2 separate regions of the Mus musculus genome follow, and region 2 is linked to region 1. Evidence: chromatin contacts called from public HiChIP or PLAC-seq data. All regions are on one chromosome and are shown on one strand. The core of a region is the stretch at or near the end of the contact, and the rest is flanking DNA. Distances in the headings are between cores, read along the strand shown. Region 1 overlaps Cd244a (CD244 molecule A). Region 2 overlaps Cd48 (CD48 antigen).

Region 1 (2,702 bases), core at 173-2,672:
TAATATTGCCCCATCCTCTCCCTCATTTTCCTACTCCTTTTCTTTTCTTTCTTTCTTTTTTTTTTTTTTGAAAAAGTTCTTAAATAATAGGGTAGAACCAGCTGTGGATAATGCACAAAGGAAAGCTGGCCCTGAACGGTTTCTATAAGGGAAGGCAGTGGTAGACACACTCTGCCCTTTGCTATGGATTTCTACTGAGTTCCTCCCCTTGGCAGATCTAGTACAGCACCATGTGACCCCTTCTGCCTATTTCCCATTTTCTCTGCTCTCTCTCTTTTCTCCTTTTCCTCTTTGGGTAGAGCCAGGAAACTGGTGGAGAAGAAAAGCTAGAAGGGAGCTGAACATCACCTCAGAAACACGCCTGTCCAATTCTCTTTGTCCCCTCCCATCTTCCTGGACAGCCGAGGGAGATCCAGAGGCCCTAGAGCATCCTTGTTGATCCCTGCTGGCTCGTGAGTCCTTGACATATTCATATATTGTCAAAGGTTCCTTAGGGCTGAACTCTGTGTGAGGAAGAAAATAAATACTAGAACTTCAGAAAACTTCAGAAGATTTCCTACCCAGGATTCCACTTTGCAACTCACACCTCTACCAAAAATGGTCACTATTTTTAAAATGGCTCTAGAAAACAGGCAGGTTAATGCTCTTGCCAAGATACATAAAGAGCACAAGAGCAATTACCCATGATATAAATCCTCCACCAAGCTAGGAAGTCACCGACCAAACCCAGCACCTTAGATAAATCAACATATTGGGGAACCATGCTGTAAATATAGTCGGCCCACCATAGATAGTGTGAACAGGGGGTTGTAGACTTTGGTTGCCCTTCCCAACCTGTATTCACACATATCCCAACACCTCTCCCAGGAAAAGAAGATGCTGTGTTTAGAGTATAGTCTATAGACACAGGGTCAACCCACTACACCTGAAACCTCAAGCAACAGCATCCGTTCATGAGCCTTCTACTTACGTAACTGCTTCCTCTTCTTAGTCCACACACAGAAACAAATGATGGCCCCGAGAAATAATGTAACTAGAATCACGATGATCACCCCAAAGGGCAGAAATCTGAAATCTGAGGGACACAGACGTTAGGAAGACTGAGCACCCACTGTCCCATATGTTAACTTCAGGAACTATCCCGAACCCACTGTCCTCTCTCAATGGCCTGTCTGCTCACATCCTAGGGACTCCTCACCCTTGTCACTCTTCCTCAGTTGGGTGACAAACTGGTCCAACTTATAAATTCCAGAAGACTGGTGCTGCTTACTCACCTTGCCTGAACAAAGGAGATGTTTCCTGCTTCTGAGAGCTAATTACACGATCTGGTACCTGTAAAACATCTTGTAGTGCAGCTGCTATATCTATCTACTGTTCTAACTCAGCAAATATTCACCACAGACCTACTACTATAAGCCTCCCACTTTTCCTTCCTGTTTCTTCCTTTTTTGAACTTCTACATTCACCATCTGTGTTAGACATGGATACTGATCTGTAATCCACCCAACAAGAAGAGAACAGTAAAGAATTTCACATTACAGGTGCCTGCTAATGAGATTTTCATAAACATTATCTCATTTGATCTTAACAGGAATCTTGTGAGATGCCTCTGACTATCAATCACTCCTGCTACCTAACAGAGTTGGAAACTCATAGAAACTAATTAACCTGCCTACAATCAGAGAATTACAGAAATGATGAAGCAAAGATGGCAGAGGCTCCCAATGTTCCTGTTACTATGCCTTCCCTGACTCCTGTTTGATTATTTGCTGCCCATAAAGAACTTAGTTTTGTTCCCCACCACTTGAAGAAAAGTTCATGAATAATAGGGTTGAACCAGTTCTGGCTAACACACAACGGGGAACTGGTTCTGGTCAGAGATCCTTCACAGTTTATATAGTTTCTAACCATAACACTGTATTTTTACACAAGCTTTAACCTGCAAAACTCTTTTAGGTCCCAGAAACTTGGAACAATTAAACGTGATTTACAGAAACAGAAACTGAAAGTTTGGCTCTTTGGGGACATTTCCGATGAAAAGATATTTTTAGGTATCTTGAGATAGGCCAGACATGATTTTCCGGGGCAGATGTTAACCATGGTCACCTTGCCTGGCAGAAGTGTGCTTCTCCTGATAAAAGGCAGAGAGAGGGCTTAAAAAGCAACTATCAGCCAGGGTCATCTTCTCTAAACCTCCCCTGCTCCATTTGGTATGGGAAAGAATCCTAAGGGGTAGCTGGAAGAGGCAGAGTCTTCTCCTTTGAACTTCCCAGTGACAGTGGCCCTTCCACTGCATTCTCTTTTGTGTAACTTCAAGTTTTTAAGCAAATATATTGGCAGGGAGATACTTTATAATGTTAGCTTATTACTTCAGTTTTCTCCTTCAGTATCTATACTTTGAGTTAATCCTATTCGGAACTGTAATTCCACAGAGGGGTCCTAGCATTCCTGCAGGATTCCTGCAGAAGGGACTCCTGGTTTTCTTAGCAGCAATCTTCTGGGGGCAAAGAATTCTTCCTGGGTGTTTTGATCTGGCTGCTTGCTAAGAAGTTGGAAACTACACTCACTTGGGGGCCTGTCACTGAAGAAAGGAGGCTCAGAGGCACAGGCTACTGGGTGGATTAGTGGCTCAGGGCACTATCATGATGGGGCTGCACTTCCTAGCCAGCTCTGCCCACAGCCATGCAATTTTCCTTAGGACT
Region 2 (2,795 bases), core at 137-2,636, 110 kb before region 1:
CTAGGATGACTTCAAACTCACTATATAGTCAAAGATGACCTTCAATGACAGGTTCTCTTGCCTTAGCTTCCCAGATGCTGGGAATATATTCATGTGTCATCATGTCCAAAATTTAAGTCTTTGGATATACATCCACATTTATTCCCACTCTTATTTCCATGTGAATTTAATATATGGCCCAGGTCAGTGATTTCTATTATCTATTGCTATTTTGGTATTTGGAGCCAAAATATTACCTTTTTTTTTTTTTTTTTTTGTAGAAGAGGGATCTGTTCTGTGATTCTAAGAATCTAACATTCTAAGTCACGCTGGCCTCTGCTCACCAGACTCCAGTAGCATTTCCTCATTGGAAATAACCAAAAGTATCTCAGGCATTGGAACAAAAGTTCCCCATCCAGAGTTACAGAGACAAAGTTTGGAGCTTAGACTGAAGGAAGGACCATCCAGAGACGGAGAGACTGCCCCACCTAGGGATCCATCCCATAAACCCATAAACAGCCACCAAACTCAGACACTATTGCATATGCCAGCAAGATTTTGCTGACAGGACCCTGATATATCTGTCTCTTGTGAGGCTATACCAGTGCCTGGCAAATACAGAAGTGGATGCTCACAGTCATCTATTGGATGGTACACAGGGCCCCCAAAGAAGGAGCTAGAGAAAGTACCCAAGGAGCTGAAGGGGTCTGCAACCCTATAGGAGGAACAACAATATGATATGAACTTACCAGTAACCCCAGAGCTCATGTCTCTAGCTGCATATGTAGCAGAAGATGGCCTAGTTGGCCATAAGTGGGAGGAGAGGCCCTTGGTCTTGCAAAGATTATATGCCTCAGTATAGGGGAATGCCAGGGCCAGGAAGCTGGAGTCGGTGGGTTGGGAAGCAGGGCAGGGGGAGGGTATAGGGGATTTTCAGGATAGCATTTGAAATGTAAATGAAGAAAATATCTAATAATAAAAAAAGAACATTTAATAAAAAAAAAGTTTCATTAAAAAAAAAGTTCCACCGGCTGTGGTGGTGCACGCCTTTAATCCCAGCACTTGGGAGGCAGAGGCAGGTGGATTTCTGAGTCTGAGGCCAGCCTTGTCTACAAAGTGAGTTTCAGGACAGCCAGGGCTACTGAGAAACCCTGTCTCGAAAAACCAAAAAAAAAAAAAAAAAAAAAAAAAAAAAAAAAAAAAAAAAGTTCCCCACCCAATCCATGAAGAACTAACTTAGGTTATCCCAAACAGCCTCTCTAACAAGCCTCAGATGAACACTTGAAGATGGGAGTGCTCAGAATTTGATGATAGAGGAGAATATGCCTTAGAGCCTTCTCACGTGGGAAAGTGCAGAGAAACAGTTGTGAACAGGATGCTGTTCCTTCCTCCTCAACCATCTGCATGTAACAATTCTAATTACTGGATATGTCTGCTTACCAAAGAAGGAAGTGATTTGTTGGTGGTTAACGTCTTGACGCATCCATTTTTAATTGTTATGGATATTTCTGTTATTTCTAAGAGGGTAGATGAGACAGGAGTAAAGCGAATGACTGTTGGTTTTAATCTTTTACAGCAAAGCAGTGTGTCTAGACCTCAAGACAAAGTGACAGTACTTACCTGTAGATTATATTAGGAATAGAAATGATCCTGCCTCTGTGTATACATATACTTGTGTGTTATAAAAGCTTAATTATATTTGTTATGATAGCATATAATTGTATCTCAGCACTTAAAAGTTTGACTCAATAGAATTATGAGTTCAAGGTCAGACTGTGCTACATAGTAAGCCCCTTAAATAACACAAACATGCACACACACAGAGACAGACAGAGAGAATCAGAGACACAGAGAGACAGAGACAGAGAGAGAGAAAGAGAGACAGAGAGAGAGAGGTGTCATAATCTCATATGAAGGAATTACTCAGGAAAGAGAAAAATGCTCTAAAGAAGAAATTCTGATTACTAAAACCATAAATCTTGTATTTTTAATAAAATTCTTTAAGAAAAAACTGCAGCTGAGACTTAAAGGTGTGGTGTCACCTGGAGCTCTCTGATGAGGTCATGTATTTACTTATGTAAATATGTAAACCTATATAAACCCACTTAGGAATTAATTTGGCAATAGATATAAAGACCTTGGACTTAAGACTTGGTGACAATCGCAGGATGTCCTTTTCTGAGACAGGGAACATAGTGAGGTTAGTAGGCCACTTGCCGTGGATTCTGAAGCGTGTAGGAAAGGAGAAAAGGAAACAGAGAGATCACAAGGCACGTGAAAGGACAGAGAAGGGGAAGAGAAGGCTTTGTTTTGTTTGCTTGACTCAGGGAATGAAATGACTTAAGTTCTTGTATAAGTCAAGATTCTCTAGAAGAACACAACTGATAGGATGCTTTATTAGATAGATTTATTAGAGTAGCTCACAGGCGGTGGCCCAGCTAATCCAACAATGGCTGTCTCCTAATAGAGTCCAAGAATCCAGCATGAGGGTGAATGTCTCAGCTGGTCTTCAGTAGACATCAAAATCCTGAAACAGTAAGCTCTAACCCAGGGAAGGAATGGACTTGCCAGCAAGAGTGAGAGCTAGCAAGGAAAGAGCAAAACCTTCCTCCTTCCTCGTCCTCCATAGAGGCTACCATGAGAAGGTGGAGCTGGATTGAGGACAGTTCTTTTAACTCTAATGATCTAATAATCTAATACTAGCATCCAGCATTCAAAGACAACAGAGGCAAGATCCATTTAAATGCAATGAGCACAGTCTGGATACCGGCAGGAGGGGACTGCAAGATGATGAGTGACCTTTGTGCTCAAAATTT

What was found. HiChIP or PLAC-seq counts read pairs in DNA pulled down with a chosen protein or histone mark.
Region 2: a contact with region 1 is called in an H3K4me3 HiChIP or PLAC-seq map of bone marrow-derived macrophages, with 3 times the contacts expected there. The contact joins two enhancer-like sites. A contact is called at or near these places in 9 of 39 promoter capture datasets (the C10 cell line, the HPC-7 cell line, embryonic stem cells and 4 more), 1 of 15 datasets of contacts at CTCF or cohesin (CD8 T cells), 6 of 484 Hi-C or Micro-C datasets (B cells, erythroblasts, group 2 innate lymphoid cells and 2 more), 7 of 115 datasets of contacts at active chromatin or transcription factors (CD8 T cells, the HPC-7 cell line, bone marrow-derived macrophages and 3 more) and 3 of 9 other capture datasets (adipose tissue, liver and pancreatic islet).

Annotation. Positions count from the first base shown.
Region 1 is chr1:171,575,616-171,578,317 of GRCm38.p6, reverse strand. Cd244a (CD244 molecule A) reads right to left here. Exons shown (of 9, transcript NM_018729.2): 4 at 971-1,075; 5 at 349-503. Among named protein-coding and RNA genes, the nearest start is that of Gm35200, 15 kb to the right of the region's middle. Within about 2 kb of position 1,422, at least 13 of the 459 cell types and tissues checked have an H3K27ac peak or open chromatin away from gene starts, as enhancers often do. A contact at or near this core is called in bone marrow-derived macrophages and hematopoietic stem and progenitor cells, where this site is marked.
Region 2 is chr1:171,686,157-171,688,951 of GRCm38.p6, reverse strand. All of the region lies in intron 1 of Cd48 (CD48 antigen), which reads right to left. Among named protein-coding and RNA genes, the nearest start is that of Cd48, 5.6 kb to the right of the region's middle. Within about 2 kb of position 1,386, at least 22 of the 459 cell types and tissues checked have an H3K27ac peak or open chromatin away from gene starts, as enhancers often do. A contact at or near this core is called in bone marrow-derived macrophages and hematopoietic stem and progenitor cells, where this site is marked.